Regions from separate parts of the Drosophila melanogaster genome. Here region 2 is linked to region 1. Evidence: chromatin contacts called from public targeted proximity ligation data. All regions are on one chromosome and are shown on one strand. The core of a region is the stretch at or near the end of the contact, and the rest is flanking DNA. Distances in the headings are between cores, read along the strand shown. Region 1 overlaps bun (bunched). Region 2 has its middle 13 kb from the start of CG9932.

The links.
Region 2: a contact with region 1 is called in a targeted proximity ligation map of the Kc167 cell line, with 5 times the contacts expected there.

Annotation. Positions count from the first base shown.
Region 1 is chr2L:12,517,550-12,522,264 of dm6, reverse strand. The region is part of intron 5 of bun (bunched); the gene reads left to right. Among named protein-coding and RNA genes, the nearest start is that of snoRNA:CG43051-a, 12 kb to the right of the region's middle.
Region 2 is chr2L:13,070,206-13,075,479 of dm6, reverse strand. No RefSeq gene overlaps it. Among named protein-coding and RNA genes, the nearest start is that of CG9932, 13 kb to the right of the region's middle.

The DNA.
Region 1 (4,715 bases), core at 470-2,969:
AGCAATACAAAAATAAATTTTACGGTTCACAATTTTTTGTTGTTTCCCGGAAATACAGCAAAACGAATCAAAAAGTATATGTATGTAGATACACTTTTATCAATTGGGGAAATTAAAAATCTGCCCGCTTGCAGCACGCTCGTGTTTCTTCTCACTTTCTTTCTTTCTTTCATTCGTTTCGCTGTCTTTCGTGTGTGCCTCGTCGTTATCAAGTATCAAGACAAGTCGGTTCTGTGATAAGAGACAAACGGCGGGCAGGCCATCGATTATGCTTGTCTTACGCGAATTCCCCAGTCGTTTGGACATATGGACAGAAATACAGCGAACTTTGTAGTCGGGGGGGCTTTCAAGTTAAAACCACATGCAATACAAGCACAAAGTAGTGAAAAAATAGAAAATAATAGATTTTGTCGTACGTCGGTTGGCGCCAAGGCGCCAAATTGTCATGTGTGCATATATAGTATATACCGAATATACAGACTACGTATACGCGATATTGAGGGGGGCGTGTGCGGGGGCTGTTCCCAGTTGTCAATTCTCTTTTCGTTGTTTTGGCAAATCTTCTATCCTTCTTTCTATTTATACCCTTTCGCGCAGGGTATTTGAGCGCTTGAGCAGTTAGGGAATAATAAGTATTATGCTTTAACAAAACTTTCTTTAAAGTGGAGTTCTATTGACTGTACTGATAAAAAAAAGTGTTAAAACATATATTTGTTCTCTAAGCTATTTGGTGTTTGGTTTTTGCTGTGATTGACAGCAGCAACAAATTGCGAAGAGCAAACAACAAATCGTGTGGAAGACAGAGAGCGAAAAAAAATAAAACAAAATAAACAATTTCTCAAAAAATTTAAAAATAGTGCGCAAATTGCTATTTTTATTATAGACTAAACGAAAAAAAAGAGCATGCAAAACAAAAACAAAACAAATGCGACAAAGTCTCGAAGTCAATCAATTCTGCGCGAGAAAGAGAGGGCACGAGAAGCTTATCACTCGAGTTCTTCGCGCCATCTCTCTCTCGCTCTCTTGCTCTGCTGCTCTCTTACATCGTTTGTCTTTTACACACGTGAATTATTTTGTTTTCCTCTCTCGCTATCTGCGTCTTCTAATTGCATTCTATCGTCGTCTGTTTTGTTTTGTTATTGCTTTTTGGTTTCTCTACCGCCTTCTCATTCTCTCTTTCTGTCTACTTCCTTTAGTGCTCTCTCTTCGATTTTGTTATTGATCATTTTTGTGCATTGCACATTATCGCCTTGTTTGTATTTGTTGCCATTTTTCTTAGCAAGAAAAAAAAAATAACAACAAAAATGCGGACAAACGTAAACACATTTTTTATTGCGTTTCGGGTTTTTACCCATTTAAATTTTAAATTTCCAATTTCGCTTCAAATAAAATTATTTAATATGCAATACAATTTAGCTTACTTATTAACTTACTCTGTAATTAATTTAAAAGTGTGTCATTATTTTGACTCACCTCTTATTTTCTTGCTTTAATATGTAAATCATTTAAAGTTCATTTTATTGCAAAACTCTATATGTTGATTTTTATATCTTTATTACCAATTAGTTTTTCGGCTGTAAAATTTCAATATTTTACTTGTATAAAATGTTATTCTCCATTCTACTGTAAGCATACATACAATGATCTTGAGAGCACTGCTTATATGAATGCGGGCTTTCCACTTTGTACAGTTTTAGAATAACTGTGCCTAACTATGTATTCAAGCAGTGTACTTCATATTCTATCAATCCAAAACTGTCGAAACTGTTAAACAGCATTACTGTTTACAGCACTACTGCTTAGTTTTCAAACTGTGCTAACATCACTGTTAAACAGTTTTGTCTGTTAGCAAAGCGGTTTGACTAAGCAGTTTACATAGCCCTCTATCGGAATATTGTCAAAATGTCAGTAAGCAGTATACGTCTTGAACAAATAACACAACAATATCAAGCAGTTTACTGAAATATTTGAAATGGAGGCGCCGAAAAATGCAATTCCATAACTTTGGTTTAGACAAAATAGCTAATAATAATTATTGCTTACGACTTTGAGCCATTTTTACTTAAATTCTTCTTCTTTTATTTTCAGGTAAGCAAGCGAAAATCATAAAAATCGAAATGTATATGCCCCAATATCATTTTTATGTATGTGAGTACTACGCTTTACCTTAATTCCCTGCCAACCCATTAAAGAAACATTCATTACTTTTTGCTGTTTTGTCTTTCCATTTAACGCATTTAAATAATTTAATCATGCATTAAGAAAACTAACTTGTAAATAAATGTAGCTTAGTGAAGCAGTCGTGTTTGAAATCTTTACCATTTTGAAAAAGTTAAGCTTAATTCACAATATATTTTAATGGTATTTCCGTTAGTTAATTTTTATTTTAATATTATCATTTGTAAATTGTAAATATTAAAGGCAAAATTTACCAACTGCCTGTATTTACTTTAAATAGGAGGCGAATCTTTTTATTGTTTTTATTGTTCCTTTAAATATTTTTGTAAATGTCATACATTTCTTTTATGTACTAAAAGTCAAAAGAATTGCAAACTGAGAGATGTGGAGATTTAGTTTCTGGTGTTGTCCCATCGTTTTTCTTCCCTAATTTTCCAACCGCTTTCAAACTTACGCAATCCTTTCTGCTGTCCTTCCAAGCTAATTGTGCTGTCCAATCAAACTGCCGAATTGCGAATGAAAACCGCAAGCATTGGAAATCGCGTATTACGTAAATAGAAACGAATTAAAGACAATTCGCAAATAAATTTCGGCTTGGCGGGTAAAAGTGGTCAAAAGCAGAAAACAGCAGCGGCGAGCGATGAAAACTCGCAGATAAACTGCGAAAACAAAACGGTGAAGCGATTAATGCACCCCCTCCCCCTCCCCCTCTCCCCAACCCCCCTCCTCTTTTTCCGACGAAAATTTTCTTCGAGCTGACTGCAAATTTCTTTTCAGCGATTTTTTTCTTTTCTTTCTCTTATCTGAGATCGCAGTTTTCGAGGCTCCCGTTTTGGAATTTTCCGTCTCGCTCTGCGCAGTTTTCTTTGAGCTTAGCTCCATTCACCTAATTTTCTTGAACAACAACAAATGCTTGTTTTTCACAATTTTTGTTGAATACTTTTATTTCCTTGTTGGCTTTGGGGCGACATACTGAACCAACGACAAAAGCGGGAAAAACACAATGGCAAATGAAAATGGCAGTGGAAGGGGAAATGGGGAAGGGGGAAAATGCTGCATGTAATGTGCATTTAATTTGTTGCTGCAACAACAATGCAGCCGCAATTTTCCATAGTTTTCAATGGGGTCGTTTTCTTTTTGGTTTGTATTGCTCATTTTATGCTAATTTCGCTACATAGCCATTATGCAAGCTGCAAGTGGCGAAAGATAGGATGATGACAATCCAGATGCCAGGATGACGCTGGGATTTTTGGGATTTTCAAGAGGATGACTCAAGAAGAAGACAGGGGAAAGTATTTAAAATTGGGGGGAGTAAACGCGAAACATATATATATGTTTATATCCGCGAAAAAAAGGTTGGCCCAAATGAGTAGAAAACTGATTTTAATAAGGATCCTTTTCCTGTTAAACTTCTAAAAGTTCTGCTAATTTACTCATCTCGAAATAAAAACTTGTTGTGCACAGAGTAACATTTTTGTCATGTGCGGCACATTAAAAAGTTTCGTGAAACTTAAAATTAACAATTAAAATCGTAGCAGGAAGCAAACAAAATTAAAAGCTCCAAAAGTTTTGCTGCAGACAAAAAAAAACAAAAAACAGATAGCCACAAAACCGAAAGGAAAAGCAACAACAAGCATGTGGGGCTCCACATTTCACTCCACTGAGAATTATCCACTATCCAACAAAAAAATAAAAGGAAAATGTGCCTGGACTGCAGCTAAAAAGTTGTTGTTGCCACCATTTCTCTTACTATGGCTTACTACTTATTTTGTGAGGCAAAGGCCTTTAGCCTGTGAAAAGTTTTTCTTTGGAAAAATCCTCTTTCCACGCCCTGTTGCATTTAATTTATGCACTTAGCTGTGGAGTAAAAATCAGCTTGATTTTCTAGAACGGAAATATGTTTTTCATCCTCAAAGGAAAAGCGAGTTGTCGTCACTCTGTCACACAGATCAAACATTTTCCAAAGGAAATGTTCGTTTTTACCCTATTTGCGAAGATTAATTTGCCACAACGTAATTGACAAAATTTTCAGCACCTTCGCCGCGATTTTGCTTTTTGTCAATTTTATTTGAGATGCATAAATTGCATGTGGCATGCCACATTCATCATCTGCTGCCTGCAGCAAAAGATTCCATGTTGCATCCTCGGCAGTTGTGTGTTGTTTATGCCGAGAATTGGAGCGCATCGACAAGTTGCAGCAAATGTTGCATCATATTGTTGCCCTGCTGCCTGTTGTGCTGGCAAATGAAGTGGAAATTGAGTCTGCTCTTGTTGACTGCGGTTGCATTTCTTTTTTTTTTTTTTTTTGAAAATATTTTGATTGGAGTGAGAGTAGTCACATTAACAAAGCAAAAACAATTAAAATTTTTAAGACAAATTATGCAATGTAATCACATTCAACTAATTGTCATGTTGTTAAAACACATACAAAACAAACTTTTTTATTGGCAGCGACAGCCTTTGCAAGGCACAAAAAATGAGCGCACACCCAAAATCATTTAATTTTATACAAATAGCAAATAAAAAACAATATGTTT
Region 2 (5,274 bases), core at 1,415-3,914, 550 kb before region 1:
CACGATAAGCATTCGTTACAAGAGCGAAGTAAAATGGGTGGAAAAGAGGTTAAAAGCGGGGCAAAGCGCGTGAAAAGCTGAAGCTGCCGACATTAATACACTAATTTGTTAGAGACATAGCGACTTTATAGACTTCTTTTATGTATGTATACTATTCCTTAAACTATTGAGCTTTGTTTTAGAAGTATTATTGCATAAGTGCATGCTGGAAAATTACGAGCTGAACATCTTATCTCTCATTGAACAAATATATTTTTTTTATTTCTAAGTTTACTATTATTTATATATAAGTATATAAGTACTTAATAATTTTGGCATTATTTAGAAAAAATAGTTCTTAGGTATTTCCGTGTTCATCTCTTCTCTTCGAAGAATTTAATTTATATGTGCGATAAAAAGAACTATTGATAAAAGGGTATAGTATTCTCGGTGCCAGACTTCCCCTCGTTCTTGAAGGAATTTTGAGCAACAGATAAGAGTGAGCCAGCAGCAACATATACAGCGGCAACATCCTCATCAGCAGCAGCAGCAACCGCTTCAGCAGCAACATCGATGGCGTTGAATGTCTCAATTCGAGGAGCAGACTGTGAACACTCGAGCACGCATATGTGCACTGAAAGGGGCGTGGCTCAGTTATTGAGCTGCTCTTTTTCGACCGATGTCTCAGCTTTTCAGACACTATTCAGGCAGCTTCGGACCTACCCCATCCCTTCCCCCGGCTTAGCCGCGATTTATAAGTCTAAATCTTCTACGCCAGCTATACTTTACGTATGCTGATGCTTTGTGCCATTGCCGAAGCTTTATTTTCACTGTGAAGATTCGCTGAGGCTATTGCTACAGATCCTGAAGTTAGTTGTATTCATAAATTGATAAATTTAAGAATAAGAAGACCTACAATTATTTAAATTTCAAAGGGCTGTCTCTTATTATAAGTCTACCTAACCTACTTTGCCAATATAGCTAACCGTTCGCCATAGTGTAGTTTGACTGTACTGCTTCCTCTGCGCTTACTGCTTCCTCTTCCATTTGCACGAGCACTTCAATTACAAAAGCACGCAAGTCGCCATCATTTAATGGAATTAGTACAATGACAATTGTGGCCAAAGACCAAGGAGATGTTAAAGAAGACGACTTGGCTCAACCCAACTCAACTCAACGCTCTCAACTTAGCTCAACTCGGCACGAAACTCGACACGAAAACTGGCGATATGAGTGCGGCGGCAATAGAAATAAATTGAATAAATGCGAAGCGAGTACGCAGCAGCAGAAGAACCAAATAAAAGAAAAGAAAAGAAGAGAAGAGGCGAGGTCACTCAGTCGCTGGCTGATAATTTTCGGCAGATAGGCAATTGCCATGGAATGGAGATCATCAGCAGCAGGAACTTCAACAACAGCAGAAGTCCATGGAAAAAAAAATAATATTAGTTTTTACATTTTAAAACTCAAGTAGTGACGAAGTGCGCCAATGGAAATGATTTGATATAGATATACTGCATGTCCCAACAGGATATAGGTTTTTTTTTTTTGGTAATACATAATGAAATCGTTGCTCGATCGTGTTTTCTTGCAGTGCATCGGCCACAGAAGCACCCGGTGGCCCATCCCCAATTTCCATCCATTCATTTCAGTCAGCTGCAGAACAACAAAGACCCGTGTCGATGACAATTAGCGATTGGATGGGATGGCATCGAACCGCGTGGAATGGGCGCATGATGTTTGTCTCTGACCGACCCAAACATTTTCGGTTTCGGTGGGGTGGCACACCTTTAACCAACTGGTAGCCGGAATATGTAGAGCATGGAGCGTTTGTGTTGCGCCATAAATTAAATCTAACACCCGGCACACCGAAAGACAGGAAAGCCAGCTAGATCGGTTGGCGGCGATAGATCACTAGCCAGCAAACTCATTTCAAATGGCAAGTGAAACAATGCGAAAAATTACACGCTTCAATGGGCTGTCAAACAATTTATCAAGCCTGAATTTGAATCCGCATTAGCTGAGCGCTTTTGGCGAACCTTAAATTAAAAGCTAGCTGAATTTCAATTGCGAGTAGCAGGGAGTAGCAGAAATGCAACTTTAAGTCATCCATCAGGCCAAGGAAACTCGAGCAAAAGTGGCCCCTCGAGTGTCATTTCATACGGTATCGGTTCGTCTGCTATCGTGCAACACCAAACAATTTTGAAATACGCCAATAAAATGGTAAATAAAATAAAACAAAAGCTGGTGGCAATTGCCGAATTACAGATGCTCTTTCAGTTTGCATTGAAAACTATGATTTGGAATGAGGGGTTTCAATTTATTTAAAATATGACTGACTTAATTATGCATCGTAATTGTTAAGTAATGCAGCAAACAGCTTGTGTTATTGAAATTAAGTGATTAACTCAAATGAAATTTCGATAAACAAATTACAGCCATTTTGAATAACACAATAAACTCGCGACATCATAATAAAATCAGCTTTTCATATATAAGCCAATCCCATCGGTCACAGCATTGTAACATTTGCACATTTCATAGAGCATAAAAATCCCCCGCATTATTCGCTTAACACTCTCAACTCCATCCACACACACACATTCTCACACATGTCTGTTTACTTTTGATAACATCACAGTCGTGGTCAATCGTCGTCGTCATCGGTAATGTATCGCATCGAGGTTTGAATGACGCGTATCATTGGCAATTAAATTAAAATTTACACAACCATAAATACTTATAAATAAAAGTACGGCTAGAGCGAAACTGGAAGCAGAAGCCCGCGCAGGCAAACATGTGTGTGTTTAGTCGGACATACAAACTTTTTGCAATGCCATACGCTGGCCAGATACAAATGTATCTGTATCTATGAGTTCGTGCGAGTGGTGAAGCGACTGCAGTCGCTTGTGATTTTTCGCCAGTGACATTTTAATTGCTGTTATGTTTTATTGATATACAAAAACTACTAAAGCTAATTGTTTTATTGTTAAATGCGCTTTATTTGCTCTCTGAGTGGCAGCTTAATAATCAACTATAAATATCATACAATTAGCGCTATTATGGGAAGTTTATACCTATCGGCTTCCCCTCCTCACCATTTCTCAACCGATCGCCACTGTTTCTTCAGTTTGCTCGCATTGAATCTTTCGATTTGATGGATTGCAGCCAAGTCTAACGTTGACACTGCGAATGTTTTCATGGCGTTAATTGCGATGGTGGAAGTGAATTATTTTAATGCCTTTATCTGTTCTTGAGAGCTCCGAGATTTGGCATTGAAGCAACTTTCAGTGCTCATTTTGCACATTAGATATTCGATATATTAAAATAACTCATCAATGTTTCAGATAATTAAGTTCTTTTTTCTATTTTGCTGCGACACTAACTCTAGCTAAGTTTTTGATCTTACTTATTTCTCTTTGTCATCAAAAGTCCTTCGCTTCAATTACATAATTTCATTAACTCTTCGTACTCGTATCTCAAAATTTGTTTGCATTATTTGCCGCTGCTGCTGCTTCTTCAACCTCCATTGTTCTGCTTCTGGAAAAACACTTGAACTGCTAACTGGTGACTGTGCTCCTCCTCATGGATTTTTTTCGCTCTTCGTACTTTTGTACTATTGAAAGTTCGTATGTGTAATGGTTGGAACTCGGAACGATGGAACGTGCACAACAAGAGCTCGTGGATGGACGTAGTTCGTCATCGTCATCATCATCATCGGTATCATTATCTTCGTCCATGCCGTCATCGAATCCAATGGCTCAAATGACATTTCCGCACCTGACGCCCCGTAGCCCCACCTCCTTAGGCCCAAACCGCCCAAGTCATTCATCACCAAGCAGCTATAAAATAGCCTGTGCCTTGTCTATATCTCTTTGATACCCTTTGCAAGTGGGGTAGAGTACCAAAATGTATCTTAAAATATAAAAAATCCAAGAAGCTAGTTTTTGATGCCAGTAAATATGTCGTTTTATTTTGATTATGATAAATGATTACTCGAATACTAATATAACTCTTTCAATATAACTCCTTGTTAACTCTACTATCCGCTTTTGGTATGTTTTACTTGCAAATTATTAGTTCATTTTCGAATTTCCGAATAATTACTGTATCTTACAGATACTTACTCTTGTTCTCCACTTGAAGAGTATCTGAAGTTAGCCCGTCCGGCATTTCTTGTTGCGTTGTACCGCTGTCCGTCCGCACTGTCCGTCCGTTTGGCACTCCGTCCGTCTCTTTTGCGTCTGAAGTGCGTGCTTGAGTTGTGCCTTTGCCTTTCATCGTCTTCTTGTTCTGCCTGTGCTTCTGCTTCGGATTCTTTTAGCTTTTGCTATTGCTTTTTTTTGGTGTCTTGCGTTTGCATTGCGTTCTTGGCTCTTGTGCAATACCCACACTCACACACACACAACCACACACACACACACCCACCCACAGACAATCGCAATTTCTATGGCACTTGTCCATGCCGCCACTTGTCTTCCACTTTATGCGGTCGCCGCTGGCGGTAACTAACCAAACCGAGCCACAGTAGAACCACCGACAGAACCACCAACAGCACCAAACCACACCACCCCACCACCTCCCATTAACGCCCCGAAAAAATAAAACCCAAGACAGACACTCCAATTGATTATTGGCGCTGGCTTTTTTGTTGCTGCTGCTGCTGGTTTGTCTTCACTTTTTGCACACGATGATTTACATTTTGCCGTGCTACCCTGTACTAATGAAGCTTATAGTAATATTCTACAATGGCTGAATATTATATTTGTCTTTAAGTATATCTACTCTAATAAATAATACAACAAACTTTTCAATTTAGTTCACCAAATTTCAAATAAGTTTGCACAGAGAACAATACTTTATCAACAAATTTTGGTTTATAAGAATTGTCGATTGTCTCGGAGAGAAAAACGTGTTCAAATAAACGTTATTCAGTTGTGTCAATAATCGAAATTTCGAATAAAAGCAAGCATAAGTTTCTACATAAGTTTGAAATCAAAACTGTGTTTGCTTACTTTGCTTTATAAAGAACTTATAATTTTCATCTGTAAATTTAGCAATTTTATTGTCTAATTTTGTAATATATCTATATATTTATATATATTGTACTATATTAGAATTTTCTAAAATTTGCATTTGCTGTTATATATTTGAAAACGAATTATTAATCATTAGAAGTATGTATAATTAGGTAATTCTCAAAACTAGAGTATATTTCAGTCGAACCCTTTTCCATAAAATACTTGCAATATGCTAATCAATAAGTATCGTCCAGTGCCACCTCGAAAATTGAATTTC